Linked DNA regions of Oryctolagus cuniculus: all the other regions are linked to region 3. The links are chromatin contacts, called in public Micro-C maps. All regions are on one chromosome and are shown on one strand. Each heading gives the region's core, a stretch centred on a gene start, on an enhancer-like site or on the middle of the called end of the contact. The rest is flanking DNA. Distances are from core to core; before and after follow the strand shown.

Region 1 (3,299 bases), core at 449-2,948, 180 kb before region 3:
CCACAGCAGAGAGCTGGATCAGAAGTGGACTGCCGGGACTAGAACCAGGGCCCAAATGCCATTCGGCACTGCAAGTGGTGGCTTTACCTGCTCCGCCAGCCACGGCGCTGGCCTCTCAAATTTAGTTTTAAAACTGGAAGAACTATATCTTGCTATAGGCACACAACTGATCTAATTGCCTGACTGGCAAAGACTGGACTCAGCATTTTTTACAAATCTGAGTAACAACTCACTAAGAACTGACGTTTTAAAAAAATTAAAAGCTATTCGTTTGCTGTATACCAGAGAAGTGGCCCAGGTGGTGACTAAGAGAGCCGGTTCTGGAATCTGACAACTGCCTAAACCGGAGTACTCACTCTACCACTCGACAGCTGAGTGTCCTAGGGCAAGTTACTTGATTTTTCTGGGCCCAGTTACTTTGTTTATAAACAGGGATGATAACCTTACCAACCACGGTTGGAAGACTGTTTTTAGATGTTCGCTGAGGTAACAGATGTTAAGTGTTTAAAGCGTGCACAGCCCCTCAGGAGCCATGACTACTACTCATTCTCAATGGTAAAAATGACACTACAGTGACAATACATGCTGACACAAATTTCCACGTGAACTGTTCACAACGGGACCAAAGCAGGTTCAGCCACGCTTCCCCTGGTCTTCTTGTCACCCACTCAGTGTTTCCCTACGTCGATCAGCCGTTGGCGGCAGAGACTCCAGGCGGTCCAGACACCGTGTCCACGAAGGAGGAGATGCAAAGGACACAGCTACCTGCGCGTGACACCTAGAGCCTAGGGCAGAGGCCCTGGGACGGCGAGGCTGTGACTGGCAGAGCAGGCTCAGTCGTGCTGAGAACCTGGGCACTTCCACAACCCAGCGAGAAGGTCCGGAGGGGAGGAGCCTCTGTGAAACACCAGCTTTCACTCAGGCAGCAAATCCAGGCAGGTGAGCCATCTACCGGGTTTACGGAGGACTACGGAGGGAAGTGAGATGCAGGACGCCTTCGCGTCGGCAGGTCCGCCTGGGAACAGGCAACCGGCGTCGCTACTCCAAGCAAGGAACACGTGGGCACGGGGCTGCGTGCAGGTGTGCCAGCAAAGACCGGCAGCAGCGCTTACACATCGCTTCGCCGCGCTGGGTTCACAGCAAGGCGTCCCTTTCAGCCCCTGCAGCCTAGCCGGCGCTGCCAGGCTCTGAAACCCCGGTTACAGGGACACGGCTCAGCCCGTAAAGACCTTACGCTGGCGCTCCCCGCTTCAGTCCCGCCTGCACCGCCATGGCGAGCGGGGCCCACGGGAGAGCGCGGGAAACACCTCCACTCCCCGAACCCTGACTGACGCCGCGGCAGCTGAAGGAGCCACCTGCGGACCAGCCCGCGCCAAGCCGGCTCCCCGCGGACTCGACTCCTCCGCCCCACGCCCTCCCGGGGCGTTACCTGTACAGGACGTAGGTGGGCGAGTCCAGGCTCAGAAACCCGTCGTCCATAGGGGACGGCACCGCTTCTCCGGCCTCGGCCGCCATCTCTTCACCCTGCTGCTGCAGCTGGGCTGGCGGTGGGTGCGGCTGGGGCGGCGGCTGCTCCGGCTGACCCGCCTCGCCGCCTGCCGCTGCCTCCCCGACCCCTTCGGTGGCCGCCATCTCGCCTCGTCCGCTGCGGAGGTGGAGGCGAGGCCCCGCCCCTTGCCCCCGCGGCCCGCTTCCGGTTTCTCGCTTCCTGCCATAGAGACGCGGGCCAGAGCGCCTGGGCGGGCGCCTGGGTGGCGCCGGGATCCTGGGAGGAGCCGTGGGCGGCTGGGGTTGGGGGTCAGGGACACGATGTCCAGCCTTGCTCTCTCGAGGGTCTCCAGCTTCGCCACGAGGAAGCGCGCACGTGTCTCTCCAGAATGTGCTGGTGCTGTCAGCCGCCCCCTGTCGGGGACGTGGCGACCGGGCCTCTGACCGAGCGTTGGAAGCCGTCGCGAGGCCGAGGGCGGCTGGCCACGGCTCGCCCGCCAGCCCTTACTCTCAGGAAAGAGCTGGCCTCCAGCGCGCCATTTTCTTCACTGCACACATTCTTTTGAAAGCTGAGTTTATCAAGAGGGATTTCGATAATCCAGGGATTTGGTCTTTCGGAGCTGACAAGGAATAGGCGAAGGCGTTAGGAAGCGCTTTTCTGTGCGTTGCAGGACACAGGCATTCGCTGCACACATCTCCGGGGGTTCCCCGTTCTGTGAAGCAGGTTATGGGCGAGAATAGCCGGCAGGAAAGGCCAGAAAGATGAAGCCGGTGGAGGGCAAAAAAAGGCTGGTGCTCCTGGACTGCGGAGATGAAGGTAGGGTGGGCAGCACACGTGCTTCAGTGGGGAGGATGTGATCCAAGCCCCGTAATGAAGCAAAGGGATTGGCCAGGAACCGCAGTCTGAATTTGGGCTTTGGAGCCGGCCATCCCATATGGTCACTGGTTCGAGCCCGGGTCCCGGCTGCTCCGTTTAGGATGCAGCTCCCTGCTAATGACCTGGGAGAAACAGCAGAAGATGCCCCAAGTGCTTGGGCTCCTGCCACCCATGTGGGGGACCCTGATGGAGCTCCTGGCTTTGGTCTGGACCAGCCCTAGCTTTTGTAGCCATGTGGAAAGTGGACCAGCAAATGGAAGGAAGATCTCTCTGTCGTCCTACCTTTCAAATAAAGAATTTCTTTTAAGCCTAAGAATGTTGTGTTAGGCACATTTGCATAACCATAATGATATATCTAACCTAAGTTTCTTTTGCAGGAGGGCCTTGAAGGGTCACGGTTGGCCCTTTGGCTTTCTGGTTAAAGTCAGAGGGTGGCAATGGCAAAACATGTGCTTCTGCAGAGAAGGCATGGATCCAACTTGCTTTTGTAATCAACTCTCTCACAGGAACTACTGTCAGATCTTACCGTCCTACCGGCATCACCAACCCTTGACTTTGGGATTTGAATACTGGGATGTATTCAGAAGGCAAATCCTGTTGAAACCATAACAGATGGGTTACTATAGATGATTGGCATTTGAAGAAAGATTTGAGGGAAGCGAAGGAGTGAGCCAATGTGGGGAGATCATTCCTGGCAGAAGTCCAGAGAACTAAGGCACGGGGGTGGGGGTGGTGTGTGTGGTGAGTTTATGGATCCAGGAGGCCCACGTGGCTGCAGTGTAGTGACTGAATGGAAGGGACACAGGACAGTTCAGACTTAAGACAGTGCAGCTAACACAGAGCCTTAAGGAATTTTGGATTTTACTTGCGAGATGGGAAGTTGTAGGATTTTGACTGTGGAGTGATATACCTTGTTATTTACCAGACACTATGA
Region 2 (3,453 bases), core at 101-2,600, 250 kb before region 3:
AATTTTCTCCCTCCCCACATAGAATCACCATTAACAAATCACCCTTTTCCTAAAATGACTACCGTCATCAACTGGTGTTAGAATACAAACAAAAAGCACCGGCCCAGATCTGTCCCTGACAAGTTGTGCCTGGACAGGTTATGTAACCCTCCGAGGCTGTGTCCACTGCAAGTAGCCAGCTGAAATGCTGTCTCAAAACTCATCATGTCTTCTGCAAGACTCGGAATTTCAGATACTAGAAGCCCCACATTCTGATACAGAAAAGGAGACGGGAAAGAGGGGCAGATGACGACCACCTCCCCAGGGGACCCAAACACTGTCTGACCTCCGACGGCACCCGGACAAACGCTAGGGCCTGGGTAGCCGCCTTCCTCGGCCTGAAGGGAGGCGCTGGAATTCCACGTCCCCTCGTATAGCCTCCCGTTTCCCCCAGCGAGTTCGGACAGCACGCCAGCTGGGGGACGCCCTTCTGTCCCGCGTCGCCTGAGTGCACGCGAGGGCAAAAACGCCGCGGGCGGCCACGCCGCGAGTGCCCCCGAGGTCCCCTAATCCAGCCCCGGGCTGCGGCTTCTCGTCAGAGCCCGGGGCGCCGGCCCGAGCGGGCGGGGAGGCCGCTGTCGCCAGAGGCCGGACTCCGGCCGATGCCCACCCCGGGACCGGGATCGTGCTTTTCCAGCCTGGGGAAAGGAGGGGGCCGTGTGGAAGTTGCACCGGCCAGCGCGCCGGCTGAGGGGCGAGCGTGGGCGCAGTCCGGTTGTCCACCAGGCAGGCTCCCACTGCGCCTCGCGTGCGTTGGGTAACAAGCCTCCATCTGAGGACAGGCCGCCAGGGGACGCAGCAAGACCCGCGCGCTCCGGCCCGCTCCTGCGCCACAGCTCTCGGGAGCTCGCCCGTCCGGGTGGGCGCCGTCTGGAGGCTGGGGCCGAAGCCCCGCACCGCACCAACCCCTCTCCAGGCCGCGGCCGCCGCCCAGCGCGCCTGCAGCACAAAGCAGCGTCCTCGGCAACCCGACAGCCCCAGCTGCAAGAGGCCGAGCGGCGAGCTGGGGAAGCACGGCGCGCCCCGCCCCGCCGGCCAGGAGCGCGGTGGCGGCGCGCACTCACCTTGCGGCGGCGCCGGGGAGCCGCCAGGGGCCAGCAGCGCGGCGCTCAGCACCGACGCGGCCAGCAGCAGCGCGACCAGCGCCCAGCCCGCGCCCGGCGCTCCCGGCATGCCGGCCACTGCCGCCTCGGGCCGCCGCGCCTGCCGGGGTGACGCCTGGCCCGCCGCGCCTCGGGCGCCGCGCTGCTCGGCCCCGCGCTGCTCCGTGGCCACGCTCGGCCGCGCGCGCGTCATCGCCTGCCCCCACCTCGGCTGCCGTCACCGCCCACGCCCGAGTCGGCCGCGGCGGAGCTGGGCGCCAAGGCTCCGAGGGCGGTGCCGGTGGGTGGGAGGGTCCCAGGGGCCGGGCCTGGCCGCTGCGGGGCCTGCCCTGAGGGAAGCGCCTAGGAGGCCGGGTTTTCTGTCTTTGGCTCAGTGTCTGCGCCCTCGGAGAGGGAGCCATCCGGTAGAGAGCGCTCCTGCACGCCTGGAGCCGGGGCGCCCCAGTCCCCTGCCGCTTCTCCAGCAACACTGTGCCTAGCTCTCGCGTGTTGGAGCCCCTTCTGGAAAATGCCAAGTTTAGCCAGACCGCAGGTCTCCGCCCCAAGGCATCTACCATGGAGAAGACGACACACACCTTCAAAGCCACCTGTGCATTGCAGAAAGCCCGTCACGCCGGTGCACTCCCGGCTGTGTAGCTGCAGAGACTAGCATGTGTGTTACACTGAACAGGAACTCTGGCAGCAAGGTCCTGTGTAACTGCAAACCCTGTCCAGCGACCTGACTGGCCGTCCGTGGGAAAATGGGCAAGTCGTGACTTCTGACAGGGGAGCAGGAACGACCTGGAGCTTCAGGTGCCAGGGCTGAGGGAGAAAAGCGATGATGCAGAACACCCCTGTAAGACACACACAAGGGTGAGCCGGCGCCGTGGCTCAAGACTAATCCTCCGCCTTGCGGTGCCGGCACACCAGGTTCTAGCCCTGGTCGGGGCGCCGGATTCTGTCCCGGTTGCCCCTCTTCCAGGCCAGCTCTGCCTGTGGCCCCGGGAGTGCAGTGGAGGATGGCCCAGGTGCTTGGGCCCTGCACCCCATGGGAAACCAGGAGAAGCACCTGGCTCCTGCCTTTGGATCAGCGCGGTGCGCCGGCCACGGCGGCCATAGGAAGGCTTTTCTCTCTGTCTCTCTCTCACTGTCCACTCTGCCTGTCAAAAAAAAAAAAAAAAAAAAAAAGCCTATATACAAGGGTGAAGCTCAGCAAACCTCCGTGTTGCTCAGGAACACGACATACAGAGACACACCCCAGATTCAAGAGATGGCTGGAGAGGCAGGAAGTCCATGTTCAAAGAGATGGCTGGAGAGGCAGGAAGTCCATGTTCAAAGCACTGATCTCACGGGTTAAGTGGAGTTCATTGCTCAAATGGATGGATGAGCAGATATATGGGTGCGCCCTGCATCATTTTTATTTTTGTGTGATGAGTGCAATGGTAGGCACAAGACAGTAAGTAGCATGTCAGAAGCAAAAACGGGAGAAAGAGTGTTCCCAGCAGGAGAGCTCAGCTCAAGGAAGTCACTGAAAGAAAGCCAGTGTGACTGGCACACAGTTCTGCGAAGGAGGTGACGGGAGGTGAACAGATGACAGAGGTGAGCACACGCTTCTTGCTAAGGGGGAGTGTGGAGCTCCTGATGAGTGTAAGTGCGGAGAGTAACTTTCAGGAAAGTTAAGTCACAAACTGTTTGTTCAAATTCCCCAGGGGGAAGGGGACACTGTGGCAAGGCCATCACCAACTAGCCCCCTGCTGTCTCACAGCCACTGCTAGTCCACTCTTGCCCAGCCCTAGCTCGAGCCACAGGGTCACTGGATGAATGTGCCCTTCTCTCCTCTCTCTTAGGAGCCAGCTCTTTCAGCCTGGTCACAGCCCCATGCCCGGGGCTTGGGAAGTGGGGCATCTGGAATTTTCTGTCTCAGGGCTAAGCATGGACTGTTCCCTCTACCTAGCACACCCTCCCCCTAGCCCAGATACCTCATGGCTCCCTCCTGCACTGTAGTCATGTCTTAGCTCAGTTGCCCCATTAACTTTACCTAAAACTAAAATCTTCTGTATCCCTGTATCCTGCTTTATTTTCTTCACTGCACTCGTCTCTTCCTGATGTTGCCTATGTGTTTGTCTACTTCCCTTGCACTACAGTGTAAGTTCCAAGAGGTTGGGAAGTTTGTCTTGAGGGCAAGAACCTTCTCCATTAGGCTAAAACAGCCCCCAGGTTGCAAGGCTTATCCCAACGAACATGCAGTTGCTGCTCACGGTCACATGCAATGGTCCATTACAACAGGAGCTTCAGCCGTCACTGCAGCACTGAGAAGGCAGTGCGGCAAATT
Region 3 (3,038 bases), core at 315-2,814:
ACCTAGAGAAAGCTCCTGGCTCCTTTCTTTGGCCTGGCCTGTTGCAGCCCTGGTCGTGCGGCTATTTAGGGAGTGAACCAGCCGCATGGATGCTCGCTCTCTCTAACTCTGCCTTACAAATAAATAATACGTCTTAAAAAAACAACCCTTAACTTGTGTCAGATACTGCAAGCCGCTGTGGTTACTGTGTGAGATGAGACACAATCCCCGTCAGCAGCGTCTCAGCGCTGAGGAGGACGGCAGATTATGTACCGGACACTGCGGAGCGGTTCAAGACTGTTCACAGAAACGAGTGCAAGGCTTCACTGGAACAAGAGAGTTGCCTCGGTTGAGGAGGTCAGGAGCACGCGAAGCCCAGGAAAACAGGCTTCTTGTGGGAGGCACCGGAGAGCCTGCCTATTAAAGACCTACAGCTGCAGCAGAGCTTAAGCAGGAGACGCTGGAAAAGCAGAGGCGCCTGGTCCTAGAGGGCTTTGTGGCTGACCTTAAGACATCGGGATTTTGTTCAAAACACGAATAAACTGATGAAGCACAGGGGAGTGTCGGCTTCCATGAGGACTGCAGATGGCAAAGTCAGGGGGTTGCACCCACGGTGAGGGTCTGATCAAGAACAGGAGCTAAGAGCCGACGCTGCGGCACAGTGGGCAAAGCCGCCACTGCAGTGCCGGCATCCCATATGGCCGCCGGTTCGAGTCCCGGCTGCTCCATTTCCGATCCCGCTCTCTGCTGTGGCCTGGAAAGCAGTGGAGGATGGCCCAAGTCCTTGGGTCCCTGCACCCACGAGAGAGACCCGGAAGAAGCTCCTGGCTTCTCGGAAGTGAACCAGCAGATGAAAGATCACTTATCTCCCTCTCAAACAAAATACTTTAAAAATAAAGGACTCAAAAGAACAGGAGTTAAAGATGAAAAAGGAATGGACTTAAGAGGCGTGTACGGATTCTATAAAATTAACGTGGTGTCATCAAGGCGTTTGAAGACGACTCTGGTATAGACAGCCGTGGGACAAACGACTCGCAGGTAATACGGGAAGCAGGACAGATGCAGGCAGTTAACAGACGACCTGGGAATCACTAGCAAGCTGTCTAGAGTTCCGGAAACGCCCACGTTTCAGGGGGCAGAAAAAAGCAGAGCGTCCGAACCATGCAATCAGCAGTCCGCTCGCCGGATCTGCAGGGGGCAGGGGATAAAGAGGCAACGCCTCTGTGCGGTGGGACACTGCGCGCTACCGTCTCGGCAGCTGAGATGTCACCGGAATCCAATCGGCGACCTGGGAGAGCGGGCTGGCTCAGCTTGACAGCTGACCCCACACGCTGTATGTTTCCCACTCAAGGCTGCCCGGGGAAAACTCGGGGTACAGAACTCCGGGGAGCACCACCCGCGGCGCAGGGCTGGCCCTGGGAGCTTCGCCTTCCCCTAGCAGTCCCGGCCTAGACCCAAGTTCTGAAGCCCCGCCTCCTTCCGCAACGCCTAGCCACCGCCCCGCCCCACGACGCAGGAAACGCTCGGCCTCAGCCAATGGCCTGCTTCCTAGAAAAACGTTACCTCTGACCTCAGAGGCTACTCGGAGACGGTGGAAGAACTCCTCGCGAGAGGTGAGTTTGAAGCTGCCTCCGCCATCTTGGAGATGGGAGAGGGGCGATGGCTGTGGCCCTTCTGCTAATGCAAACTCCACAACGGGCGCGGTAGTCACCACCACCCCTCCCCGAGTGAAACCGTCTTCTCTGTAACCGTTGACCAAAGCTACAGGAGGAGAAGGCGTCCACACCGAGAGCTGCGACATCGGGAGCAGCTCCGCCTGCCTTCAGGGGCGGCAGAAGTGAAGGGACAGAGACCGGAAGGATGGTGCAGTCGTGTTCCGCTTACGGCTGCAAGAACCGGTACGACAAGGACAAGCCCGTGTCTTTCCACAAGTAAGTCCCCCTGCGCGCATCGCGGGGCCGGCCCCAGCCGGGGTGGGGGGCGCGCGGCCGGTTGGGCGCGGGGCGGAGCCGGGCGCGTGTCCGCGCGAGACCTCACGAGAGGGGCGGGGGCGAGGGCGGGGCGGGGGTCTCGGGCCGGGAGCCGGGGGCGTTCCCGGCCGAGCGGCGGTTCCTCGCGCGTCCGGACGTGGGCTTAGCGAGTTCCGCGCCTGCGGAGGGCGGATGGTGGCGGCCGCCGAAGGCTGAATGGGATAGGAGCGAAGGCCTTCCCCGTGCCCTCCCCCAACCCTGTTCTGTATGTATGTATAGGTGTGTGTGTGTATATATATATGTATATATGTATATAATATCTATATATACATATAGATATGTATATATGTATATATATGTATATATGTATATAATATCTATATATACATATATACATATATATATAATATCTATATATACATATATACACACATATATATATAAAGATTTGTTTATTTGAAAGCCACGGAGAGGGAGGGAGAGGTCCCTCATTCCCTCGTTCACTCCCCAAATGGCTGCCAAAGCCAGGAGCTCCCCACGGTCACCCATGTGAGTGGCAGGGGCCCAAGGACCTGGGCCATCCTGGGCTGCCTTCCTGGGTGCACCGGCAGGCAGCTGGGTGGGAAGTGGAGCAGCCGGGAGAAGCTGCTCTTTTAGGAAGGGAGAAATTCAGAGTTTATTTTGGCCAGGATATCAGGGAGGTGTTTTTTCTCGCAAACCTACGCCCCAACCTTAAGGATCCCAAAGATTGAGACAGCTTGTGGGTGTGCCGAGAGAAGACCTGCTCTCCCTGAGCTCCTAGTATGGTGGAGGCCATAAACTCAGGGCTGTTTTACCCCGCTGGTCCTGTGGCTCCACTGCTACAGCTGGGGGTAGGGGAAATAGACTTTTGAAAATAAAAAGCTGAGAGGTTGGGTTGTGGCGTAAAGCCGCTGCCTGCAGTGCCGGCATCCCATATGGGCTCCGCTTCCAGTCCAGCTCTCTGCCATGGCCTGGGAAAGCAGTGGGAGATGGCCCAAGTGCTTGGGCCCCTGCACCCACGTGGGAGACCTGGAGGAAGCTCCTGGCTCCTGGCTTCCACTGCAGCTC

What was found. Hi-C and Micro-C count contacts between places; a contact is called where the count stands out from the background.
Region 1: a contact with region 3 is called in a Micro-C map of ear pinna, with 8 times the contacts expected there. The contact joins the promoter of FNTA here to the promoter of THAP1 in region 3. A contact is called at or near these places in 2 of 6 Hi-C or Micro-C datasets (ear pinna and psoas muscle).
Region 2: a Micro-C map of ear pinna shows a contact between it and region 3, with 6 times the contacts expected there. The contact joins the promoter of HGSNAT here to the promoter of THAP1 in region 3. A contact is called at or near these places in 2 of 6 Hi-C or Micro-C datasets (ear pinna and an unstated tissue).

The regions. Positions count from the first base shown.
Region 1 is chr2:93,102,020-93,105,318 of mOryCun1.1, reverse strand. FNTA (farnesyltransferase, CAAX box, subunit alpha) reads right to left here and starts at 1,698. Exons shown (of 9, transcript XM_008273904.4): 1 at 1,430-1,698. The coding sequence starts at 1,632. LOC138848527 (a long non-coding RNA gene) reads left to right here and starts at 1,845. Exons shown (of 2, transcript XR_011386394.1): 1 at 1,845-2,305.
Region 2 is chr2:93,168,213-93,171,665 of mOryCun1.1, reverse strand. It overlaps HGSNAT (heparan-alpha-glucosaminide N-acetyltransferase), which reads right to left and starts at 1,350. Exons shown (of 18, transcript XM_051832323.2): 1 at 1,104-1,350. The coding sequence starts at 1,335.
Region 3 is chr2:92,921,157-92,924,194 of mOryCun1.1, reverse strand. It overlaps THAP1 (THAP domain containing 1), which reads left to right and starts at 1,564. Exons shown (of 3, transcript XM_017350347.3): 1 at 1,564-1,910. The coding sequence starts at 1,840.